Regions from separate parts of the Mus musculus genome. Here region 1 is linked to region 2. The links are chromatin contacts, called in public HiChIP or PLAC-seq maps. All regions are on one chromosome and are shown on one strand. The core of a region is the stretch at or near the end of the contact, and the rest is flanking DNA. Distances in the headings are between cores, read along the strand shown.

Region 1 (5,949 bases), core at 1,019-3,518, 35 kb after region 2:
CTCACACATACTAAGCAAGCACTCTTTACCTGAGCTAAATCCCCAGCATTGTGTGTGTGTGTGTGTGTGTGTGTACCTTATTTAGGGACAGACAAGGTCTTACTAAGTCACCCAGGCTGGTCTTGACTTTGTTCTATAGCACAAACAGGCCTTGAACACGCAAACCCTCTCACCTCAGCCTCCAGAGTAGCTGGGCTTATAGACCTGCTTCACGAGGCCAAACTGCCCTCCTGTAATTTCTCTCTGGATGAAGCAACAGGACCAGCCAGATGCTGGGTAACCTAAACAGACTCACTGACAAATCTGACAAAGTTATAGGCAGGAATATTTAAACAGTTTTATAGCCGTGTTCAGGTATTTTAAATAAATTATGAACCAAATATATACAGTTTTCGAAGACTGGAAACAGTGAACCTGGGACCTCTGGGACATCATTCAATAATCTAGTCTGTACGTCATTGAAAATCCATACCTGGCCGGGCGTGGTGGTGCACACCTTTAATCCCAGCACTTGGGAGGCAGAGGCAGGCGAATTTCTGAGTTCGAGGGCAGCCTGGTCTACAGAGTGAGTTCCAGGACAGCCAGGGCTACACAGAGAAACCCTGTCCTGAAAAACCAAGAAGGGGGAGGAAAAGAGGAAGAGGAGGAGGAGGAAGCAAGACTTTTTCCTGTCAAAGTCTGTGAAAGACCACAATAGCGCTCTCTCCTCTCTGCCCTTCCTTGTCCCCTCCCCACTCACACACACACTGCCCCCCCCCCCCGCCCCTACTCTCTTTTGTTTTCTTTTTTGAGATGAGATCACATTTCTGTAGTCCTGGCTGGCCTCAAACTCATGATCCTCCTGCCTCAGCCTCCAAAGTTCTGGGATTACAGTCATTCACCAGCATTCTTGGCTAGTTTAGAACATCCTAAAAGGATAAAAATTTTGTCCACTTGGGATCTCATATTTATTAATTGATTTTTTTATTTTATTTTTATATGTAAGTACACTGTAGCTGTCTTCAAATGCACCAGAAGAGAGTGTCAGATCTCATTACGGATGTTTGTGAGCCACCATGTGGTTGCTGGGATTTGAACTCAGGAATTTCGGAAGAGCAGTCAGTGCTCCTAACCACTGAGCCACCGCACCAGCCCAGATCTCATATTTATAGCATGTTATTTATTTTTTTAAAAAAAAAGTAAGAACAGGTTTTTCAGACACATAGAAAAACACAGAATAAAAAATAAAAAGAATGAGAGGGAGAGAGGGGAGAAGGGGAGCAGGAGGGAGGGAGGGAGAGAGAGATCTAGATCTGCAGATTCAACAGACATTAAACATAGTGAAACTGGAGAGACAGCTCTGAAGTTAGTTATGAGTCCTTGCTGTAGAGGACCTGGGTTCAAGTCTCAGTACGCCACATGGTGGCTTATAACTCTTTGTAATTCTGGCTCCAGGCCACCTGACACCCTCTTCTGGCCTCCTCAAGCATTAGATTAAAAAACAACAATAGCCACCCAAAACCAACCCAAGTGAATTGTAAAATGTGAGCGAGGGTTCCTGGAAAGAAGCCCTGTCCGCAAAGACTGATAGCTGATTAGAATGGCAGGAATGTGGAGAAGGTTGGAATGTTGCAGGTCCAGGGCTAATTACACCTTATCTTGGACTAGCTTAACCCATGTCTCTTTTCTTCAGGCAAAGCCTAAACAATCCCAAATACGATGAACATACTATTAAGGTCTGAGGTAGACATCTTTTACGTTTATTACAAAAGGAAATGCTGGGGCTGGAGAGATGGTTATGAAGGCTCACTGCTCTTGTGGAAGGACCCCAGTTCAGTTCCCAGCATCCACATTAGGCAGCTCACAGTGACCTATCTAACTCGTTGTTCTTTATCGCTCTAGGGGATCTAACACCACCATTAGGTCATGTCTCAGGCATCTGCACTCATGTGCTCTTACATGCAGGCAGACATTACGTTACATAAATGCATTCAAAAAGAATTTTGAGTGTGGCAAGCAGAGGCCCTGCCTTAGTGACAGGGAATCTAGACCATGGTGGCCACTGATACACTAGTCCCAGAGGAGACATCGCTGACTAAAGCAAAGAGAAAAAAAAAAGAATATTAGATGTTTCTGTTTCTCCATCTATCTTAGAATTTCATTATTCAAGATCTTAGTCAAGGTCAAGAGAAAGAAGAGCAAAGTCAGACGCTGACAGAGGGAGAAGACCAAGGAGCTGGAGCTGGATCAAAGCCAGCGCTGACGCAGGAAGAGGCTATGCTGGAGACTGCGTGCTCTGATAAAATAAAAGCCGGCTTCGTGATAAGCACCCAGCTTCCAACAGACAAGAAGACACGAGTCCAGAGATAAACACCCCAAGAGACACAGCCTGAGGATCACAGTGACAAAGAACATTCCGATAAGGGGTGAGGACAACGAAGTCCTTCTGAAACTCTAACTCAAAGGAAGGCAGAAGTCACTCAAGACCCAGGCCTGAGAAAGGCCATTGTGGTAGAAGCAGGAGTTGTGGCAGCACAAGAGTTAAAGCACACGGGGAGCTTGGCAAGACCACAGACCCCCACATACGGAGGAATGGGTGTCACGTCTTCAATGCATGGAACAAATACAGGTTGAGAAAGAGCACCGAGTTATTTGATTTTATGACTTCCTGTCCTGGTGTCAGTTCCCTGTTCACGTGCAGGGGTGTGGTTTTTGATGTTAATTTTTCCCATTAAACTTGACGGGACTGTACAAGGACAATAAATAAAAAGGTGAGTAAACAAACAAATAATGGGGCTGGAGGTGATGGCTCCGTGGTTAAGAGCACTGGCTGCTCAACCACATGGTGGCTCACAACCACCTGTAGTGGGATCTGATACCCTCTTCTGGTGTGTCTGAGGACAGCGATAGTATATTCACATACATAAAATAAATATGTAATTAAAAATAAATAATAAAAATAAAAGGCAGATGATCTCTTAAAACAGAAAGTAAGTAAGAAAGAAAGATTTGAACAGAGAATTAGAGAGAGGGACCTGGGTAGATGGCATCAGGAAGATGCTTGCCTTCAAACCTGATCATCTATCTGTAAGCCACCTCCCTTGCATCCACGTGATGGAAGGAGAAGACTGACTCTCACATCTCCCGACACACGTGCAAATGTATGTACAAAACAAACAAACAATGTATTTTTCCAAAACAATGAATTGATTTTTAGAGAAAAATATACATAGATCCAAGAGTGGACTTGAGGGCCCAAGAATAAGCTCTCTCATCCATGGTCAGCAGAGGTTGGTGCTCTGTCGGGACAGTGTCTGGAGAGATGGCCTAGTGGTTAAGAGTGTTGGCTGCCCTTCGTGGAGGACCGGAGATTGGTTCCCAGGATCCACTTGGAGGCTCACAGCCATGGACGGCAGGTGTATTGATGGTGCACATATGTAAATGTAAGCACTCCAGTCACTCATACACATTAAATAAAATAAATCTCTTTTAGGTGTTGAGGACAATTCAATGAAATAGGGTGGTCTTTTAAACAAGCAGGTATTGTGGAGAATCGGATATCCACACACAGGAGGATGAGGCTGGATATTCATCTTATGCCCTACAGGAAAATGGGCTCCAGCTGGATTCTTTATTTTTTTAAGATTTATTTATTTCATGTATGTGGGTACACTGTTACCGTCTTCAGACACACCTGAAGAGGCATGTCGTTGCTGGGAATTGAACTCAGGAGCTCTGGAAGAGCAGTCAGTGCTCTTAACCGCTGAGCCCTCTCTCCAGCCCTGGATTATTTTTCTAAGTGGAAGATCTGTGAGTATGACACTCCTAGGAGAAAACATGGGGTGAAAGCCTCCTAACGTTTGGGTAGGCTAGGGTGACTATGACAGTAAAACAAGAGAGAAATTGAAAGAATAAAGCAGACTTCGTCAGCGTTCCCCAAAGGACTCAAAGGAAACACCAAGACAGTCCACGAAATGGAAGAAGACGGTTACAAGTCTCAGGTTTGATAAGCACTGCTCATTTCTAGATGTTACAAAACATTCTTGCAGCCTAACAATAAAAAGACAAAGAAATTGACGACGGGCAGAAGACTCAAATAGACATTTCTCTGAAGACACACAAATCGCCAATAAGCAAAACTCAACGTTAAGGAAATGAAAAACAGAACTGCCAGGAGCTGCAAGAGGTAGCACAGCCCTTGTGAGACTGAGGCAGGAGGATAGGAGTTTAAGACCCACCTATGCTACAGACAAGGGCCCTGTCTCATAAGGCCAGAAGCAACAAACAAACAAAATCAACAGACCAAATAACCTACACTGAGACATCTCCACGCTCACTAGAGCGGCTGTAGGCTTTGTTGGTGTTGTTTGAGACATGGTTTTGCTCTGTAACCTGGTCTGGTCTAGAACTCAAGACCCCCATGATCCTGTCTCCAACTCCTTAGTGTTGAGATGAGATGTCTGCACCACTACACTCAGATCTATGTAATTATTTTAAATGAAAAATAGCAAATGTTGACAGGAATGAGAAAGGAAGCTGGACCTTTGCATTACTGCTGGGAATGTAAGATCGTGTAACTTCTGTGCGAAAGCAGTTCTGAAGTTTCTCCCAGAATACAGACATATTACATTTAATATTCATGTACACAGTATATATAAAGTTAACACTCTACCCAGAAATTTCACTAAATACCTACCCAGGAGTAGTGAAGTTTGTGTGCTGGGGATATAGGTTAGTATGGAGTGCTTAACTATCACATGTAATGCTCTGGGTTCTAACTCCAGTACCACAAAAAGAAGGAAGGGAGGAAGGGAGGGAGGGATGGGAGGGAGAGAGGGAAGGAGAGAAAAAAGGAAGGAAGTACATATTCATACAAAAACTTGCACATGAGTATCCATAGCATTATTTATAATAAAAAGGGAAAGGTATTTTGAATATGTACTTATGGATAAGCTTGATGAGCAAAAGATTAGTCTACAATAAAAGGGGGATGAAATACTAATTTGCTACACCATGAATAATGCCAAAGCATTTTACTGGACTGGGATACAGCTCAAAGATAGAACGCTTGCCTAGTACTTGTAAAGTTTTGGGTTCTATCCCTCCCCTCTCAGTATTGGAACGAAATTTAGACTAAATTTAATTAGACTAAATGAAAAAAATCGAACTTCAAATTATGATTCAATTCATAGGAATTATCTGGAATAGGAAAATTAATAGAGAGGGGTCATAGGTTAATGGTTGTAGAAGCTTGTGGAGGAGGGACTTGGCCAGCTTGAAGCTCTAGAGCCGGGGGGTGGGGGGGGTGTCTTCAAACTCTGTGCCTACATAGTTCCAGAAGAAGCAGCATAAATTGCTCTGTTTTTAAAAGATGATTTGTGTTTATTTTATGTGTATGAGTGTTCGTCTGCATGTGTATCTAGCCACCAGCGTGTGCCTGATACTCTCAGAGGGCAGAAGAAGGCATCAGATCTCCTGGAACTGGGATTACACATGGTTGTGAGTCACTATGGAGGTTCCGGGAACTGAACCTGGGTCCTCTGGAGGAACAGCCAGGGCTCTCAATGACTGAGCCATTGCTCCAGCCCCCACTATTGCCCCTGAACTTAGGAAAACACTCAGGTTCACTCCCAATAGGAGAAACGCAGAGCTAAGCCACCCTGGGATCACAGGCCTCGCCTATCAGATTGGCAAAAACTCAAAAAGCTGACAACACGCCCTGAGACCTGTGGGAAAGCAGAATGCTCATGCATAGCTTGTCCAGGTGCAAAATGGCACCACCCCACAAAGAAGAACTTGGCAGTGTGCAACAAAAATCAGAAAGCGTGCGCTCCGATCCAGTCATTCCACTTCTAAGAGTGTGAATAGCAGATATTCCTACATGTGGGCATAATGAAGTACTTGCCTTATGAAATTGAATTTTGAGTCCTTTTACTCAATTTAAGATAATTTTCTATATTACTATGTTTA
Region 2 (5,973 bases), core at 654-3,153:
GCCCACTGTATCTGTGGCCCACTAGATGTAGTTTTTCAGGAGAGAGCAAGACCTGAACACTACGGCTCAGTCCACCCTGCTGCCGGCAATCTGAGGTATGTATCAGATATGAGGTAAACCCCTAGTACCCTGGCTTCTATTTTTAAAAGTCTCCCTAGCATTAGCTTCCAGCACACCCCCTCTTTGAATGAGGACATTCTTCCTGCTGTCTAGCTTAAAGCCTCCCTGCTGCCATTTAAGCCTTGGCCATCCGGGGCCAGGTGGTGCATAGGTCCGGAGTGAGGTCATTGACTTTCCTGGGTGCTACTGATCTCAGTGATGAATTTGTTCCCATAAGACAAAGCAGCAGGCCTTGGAGATGGTGGGCTTTGGGGGCTGTGGGCTCAGCCCTAGGCATAGGAGGTCAGAGGGCACATGAGGACGGTAGGAGAGGCCCTGTCTTATACAGGAGTGGGGCCTGGGCAGAGCCTGGATTGGGGGTAGCCACTGGGCTCACCTATCTATATGTCACCACATCATCAAGCAAGATGGACATGGTTTAGGGTATCCTCCTAATAGGGGGCCCAGTGGTTTTCAGGGCAGTGTGTCTGGAGGGCAGAGACTTCAGGTCTGAGGTAGAGAGGTGAAGGACACTGCCCTTCCACAAAGGCTCCTCAAAGTGCCTAGCTTAAAAGTGATAGGAGGACCAAGACTGCTTCAGAGGGAGCACTGGGCCCTCTGTCCAGGACTTCCCAGGATTCCCCACTACCACTGAGTGCTAGCCCTAGGTCCAAGGGCACTGTCTGCCACTCTATGGAAGAAACTGCAATCCAGTCATACTTGATTCCACCCTCCAACTGTACAGTGACATCCTGGAGTCTAACTCTACATCGTAAGCCCAGATCAGGCCTGCCAGGGGCTCAGCCACCAAGCAGGTTATACTAGTTCCCTGTATGCCTCCCAGGCCCCCTAAGCCATGAGAGCTTTGGTCCCACGTCTACCAGGACTTGTAGGGTGTCCTTACTTAACACATAGTGAGCAGATAGCACCAGGCTGTGGCCTAGGGGCTGGGACTACAGCAGTAATGAAACTTCTCTTCCTTCCAAGTGTGTCTACTTTTTGGCCTCTCTGGGCCTCAGTTTCTCCAAATCACAGGAGCTGTCCCCATCACCCCTGACATTCAGTGTTACTTCCATTGGACAGTGCTGTCTCTCCTGGACTTACATCCGACAAACAGTAGGGCAGCAAGGACAACACGCTGTCCCTCTGTCTACCTGACTGGCACTGCCTTCCTCCTGATAGATATGCTCTTTCCTAAGCAGCTGCCTGCTTCTAGGGAGGGATTCCAAGCTTGGGGACTACCTCAAGCTTACCGTGCTGGGGAAGGCCCTGCACTCTCTACCCACAAGCTTACCCAGTCTGCCAACTCAGCATTTCTTCCTCCACTCAAAATGCCAAGCTATTTGCCCCTGACGTCTTGCTTAGATGGGCAAAGTCCAGGGAACGAGCTGAGGTGAAACAAATTGATCTGTGGCTAAGATAAGGAGACCATTCCAGCCCTGGACTTCAGACCAGGAATCGGGCAAGAGCCCTGGGGAAGACAGACAGACTGACAGACAGATGGTCATGAGTGTACCCTCTTCCAAGAATGCCCCACCCCTTTGAGAATGAGGCTGTGGGCCATGTGCACTTACCCGGGAGATAGTGAGGGGCATGTTGAAGTCCTTGCCTCCCTGCAGACGGAAGCCCCAGGGCCCAGGCCCAGTCAGAGTCACACTGTAAGACATACTGGTGCTGACAGCGGTGGCTTCCTCTGCAGGCAAACAGTACGAAGAGTCAGGTGAGAGGACCCTTATGCAGCCTATCTTCCCAGCCCCTATCTCTGGTCCTGGCCCCAGACCCCAACCCCTGGCCTTGCCTGCTGCGTTCCTTGCTGCCTGGCCAGGCTGTGCAGAGCTCCTGGGAGGCTCCTAAGAATAGCTGGGAGTGAATGCCATCGACACTGATATCTGCCCTTGCTGCGCCCATAAATGGACTGTAACCCTACACTGGGCCCGCCTGCCCATGGCCTCCCAGCCGGTCCACCATGACTCACGCAGCTAATATAGTCCCTGGGGAGGGGTGTCAAGCACCCAGAACACCCATCCCCAAGGGGCAGGCATGGAGGACTGGCCTCCCTTGTACCCTCTGCAGAGTCCACGTTCTGTGGTAGTCAGTGGGTCCACTCTGGATAGGGGTTTTGCTATTCTGTTGTCCCTGGTGGGGACCATGAGTTGGCACCTTATCCCTTGTAGGGCCCCAGTGGGGCCTTGGACTCAGCTTAGCCTCCAATGGGTCAGAAGAATGATTGGCTCCTGGGTCGCTTTTATGGGTCTGGACATAAGAATGCTCATGTAGTGGCAGGGCTTTGAACATGGCCAAGTTCAGAAAAGGACTCTTCACATCAGCTTCCACAGGGTCCTGGCACCTTGGATTGTAAAAGCCAAGTCTCAGAGAAGTTAAATCTATTCTCCAAGGTCACACAGAAAATGGACTCAGGTCCCACAGGATCCTGAGCTCATTCCAATGGGACTCATGTCGGATAATAGGCTCCTAGTGGCTATAACATCTTCCAAAGCCCTGGTCCGAAGAAGGGGGTGCTGCATGACCCCCAAGATAAAGGTCTTAGGCCAGGTCTGGGGTTGTCCCACCCCTCTAGACCCTCTGGGGCCCAGGCAGTTATTCCTGGCTCTCCTGTCTCATTTGTACCCTGGAAAACTTGACAGTAGCATGGAAAGCTACAGCTGCCAGCGTCTCACGCCAGGCTCCGTGCCCTTTGCGCAGGAATGACAGGGGGGTAGGGAGAAGTGCCATGTGTGCCATTTGTTCAGCTGCTAGGACACAGAGATAGAAGGGACAGGAGAGGGGGAAGCATGTGTGGCATGTTCAGCCCATACCCCGGTGACAGTGTGCCCTGGGCGGGGGCCTTGGCCCTTGGGACTTCAACCAGCATGATGTTTGGATTAAGATACCCCTAGAAGCCTGCCCTCCCAAAAGAGAGACTTCAGATCTCATGTGGTCTGGAGATAGATCGAGGTTCACTCAGGCTCCTCAGCTCGAGAAACTGAGTTTCAGGGAAGATGGGGTGGCTTCTTGGTGGCCCTCTCAAAGACATTAACCTGAAGGCTCAGTGCTGGCCTGAGTGTGAGTAATTTCCTAGCTGTCATAACTCCGGTCTCACACCCCAGTCCTGCCATATGTAGGGTGCACGGTAAAAGTGGTGATGTTCCAGGGTCACTTGGTAGTTTGCCCAAGGCCATGAAAATTGCAAGTGGAAGCAGTGGGGGGTGGGGGCTTGGGCTTTTCTTTGTACCATGCAACTCCACCTTCATGGCCAGGAGGCCGGACCTCCCCATCCCTCTCCCATCCCATCCTCTGTACCAGCCCATCCATCCTAACTCTCTCCTTGCTCCCCAGGGCCATCTATCTGTCATTCCCAGCTGGGGAAGATCCAGCCAGGAGGCATAACCAGAAAGAAAGGGCAGACCTGGTCCTGGAACCCCATCGATGTTGTACCTGGAGCCGAAGGCTCTTTCTCTGGCCTCTGGCACTGCCTGGTGGCTTCTGGTTAAGGAAAAGGTGGTAGAGAGATGCTCTTAAAGGGGAAGGCCAGCCTCCCTTGGCCTCCCCTGGGAGATCCAAAGCCAGTTGGAAAGCAGCTAGTACACAGAGACTGGGCGGAGCTCCACACGTCACTGGGGAGGGGTGCATGGGCCATACTGGCCTTTGTCCCTCCTCTATTTTGCTTCCCATATAGTTTGAGATGGGTTTTTAGGAGTGAGAGTTAAATCTGGAAATCTAGGGGTCAGAATAAAGAAACTGCTGGAGGCATGAAGACCAGGCCCTGTTCTCTTCACTGACGCACCAGGAGACATGCTTATCACTAGAGACCCTGTTTGTTTGTTTGTTTGTTTGTTTTTATTTTCCTGTGCCTTGTCAGATCCACATCTGGAAGGAACTTGGACCGCTAACATGGAACGAGTAGGGGCAGGGTGTGCACACTTGTTGCTTGGTGTGCATGCAATAGGTACCTCTGTGCCTGCCAGTGCCCATGTACATGTGAGTGTGGGCCACAGTGAGAATGCTATGGGAGGAGCTAGAGGCAAAAAAGTATTCCCAGTGCACAAAGTAAAGTCTGTGTTCAGCTTTTGAGCCCTGGACGCGGGGAAGGGCTTTCTGAACCAATGAGATGTCCGGCCTGGTTGTGAAAGCTGGCCAAGATGTTTATCTCATAAATAAATGATGTGTTCCCCAGTGCCATCGCCATTGTCATTGTCTGGACAATCGCAGCACATACAGCGTCTGGGGAGAGGCAACCGCTGCTGGAAGGGGAGCGGGAAAAACCGGGGTTCGTGCTTCAGGCGGGGCCCAGTGTGGCTGCTGAGCTGAGTAGCGGCAGACTGTGCTTCGCGGCGTGGAAAGGGGCCGGAGATTCGTATCCAGTGTGGCACGAGTGACAGGAACACCTTCAAAGCTTCCAGGCTTGTGACATAATCCTGGGTCTGTGCATGGGATGGGGAGGTGACGGGGCTGGGCAAGTACCAGAAGAAAGGGAGGGCCAGTGGGCATCCTACATCCCGAGATCCAGACTGGGGAGGTGTCCCTTGGTCTGAAAATAAATAATACAGATCTGTCCGTCTCTAGGAGTGTCTCACAGGGCCTCCTAAAACCTTTTCCTATTTGAGAACATTGACAAGCGAAAGGAACTGTGGGAAGGGAGGGGTTGTGGTCAAGGTTGGGGGTGGACCTTCTCAAGGACCACACCCCCAAAGGGGTGGATCTTCTGGAGGACCACACCCCAGAGAGGGTGGTGCTTCTCAAGGACCATACCCCAAAGGAGCCAGTAGTCTTAGGCTGTTTTCAGTATAATCCTTGGGATATCCTCAGACTCTTGGACTCTTGACGTTCAGACTCTGTATGCCGCCCTCCACCCCAGTTCATCTTTCCTCTGAAATCCCCTGTGTGAGGCCTGGCATCCCCTTCATCTCTGCTGCCCTAACCCTAACCCATTCCCCTTTTTCCCGACCTGTAGCACCAGCTTCCTCTGGAAGTTCACCTCACAGACACACCACCCTAGTCCAGGACACCAGGTTCCTTCTTCTGAACCCCACTGTGTTCACTCAGGATGTTCAACCCCTTCTCCCAGGGAACCTCAGGGAATTGCTTCCGTGTGCTTGTAACCTGATGGCAATGCTTGTCGCTTGTGTTTGACAACTGCTGATGGTTGGCCCCTCCTGTGGTCCCGCCTCCGTCCAGGATAGACATTATTATGTCTTTAACCATTTCCTGGCCAGCATAGGCCTGCTGTCAGGCTTCTGCCCTGGCCTCTGTGGTTGTACACACTGCCTGGGATACGATATAGGGGGGTGTGAGCTCTCTGACTTCAGAAGCATCAACAGGCTACTCCTAGCGAAACGGCACAAAGGGATGAGAAGAATAGGACACATCTATGATCCCAGAGTGGCCAAGGAAGCCTCTGAACACCCAGAGGCTGATAGGGGCTGCTGTGTAAGAGAGAGGAGGGGTGGAGGAACTGTCAGCCGAGGGGGGAGGGGCGCCTGGGCTCATGGCATTTCCAGTGTTCCAAAATATGGCCTTCTCTAATCACCATCCACATTCCATTCCATAGGCACTGGAGCTGACAGCTGGCCTTCTTTTAATAGCTACAAGTGTTCTCCTCGGTGACATCTTGAGCACAGGCCATCGGCAGTGAGCTAGTACATGGCTTGCAGCTCCCTTCCCCGTGTTTGCCCAGCATCAAAACCCGCGCAGAGAGGTGAACACCATCACACTCTGTCACCCACACAACACAGAGGCATCACAGTGACAGAGAGCATATATGCCAGGAACATGGTCCACACACGCATGAGTTGTTCTCTGCTGTAGGCCACATATCTTCAAGGGCACATAAGTTATATGCATACTCTACATATACATATGGTACAACATAGCTGA

The links. HiChIP or PLAC-seq counts read pairs in DNA pulled down with a chosen protein or histone mark.
Region 1: a contact with region 2 is called in an H3K27ac HiChIP or PLAC-seq map of extraembryonic endoderm stem cells. The contact joins the enhancer-like site here to the promoter of Ldb3 in region 2. A contact is called at or near these places in 4 of 484 Hi-C or Micro-C datasets (the N1E-115 cell line, embryonic stem cells, liver and 1 more), 5 of 115 datasets of contacts at active chromatin or transcription factors (embryonic stem cells, extraembryonic endoderm stem cells, intestinal villus epithelium and 1 more) and 3 of 9 other capture datasets (adipose tissue, liver and pancreatic islet).

The regions. Positions count from the first base shown.
Region 1 is chr14:34,621,348-34,627,296 of GRCm38.p6, forward strand. No RefSeq gene overlaps it. Among named protein-coding and RNA genes, the nearest start is that of Gm52113, 4.0 kb to the left of the region's middle. Within about 2 kb of position 2,269, at least 24 of the 459 cell types and tissues checked have an H3K27ac peak or open chromatin away from gene starts, as enhancers often do. A contact at or near this core is called in extraembryonic endoderm stem cells, intestinal villus epithelium and trophoblast stem cells, where this site is marked.
Region 2 is chr14:34,586,704-34,592,676 of GRCm38.p6, forward strand. Ldb3 (LIM domain binding 3) reads right to left here and starts at 1,904. Exons shown (of 15, transcript NM_001039074.2): 1 at 1,674-1,904. The coding sequence starts at 1,766. Opn4 (opsin 4 (melanopsin)) reads right to left here. Exons shown (of 9, transcript NM_013887.2): 9 at 5,640-5,973.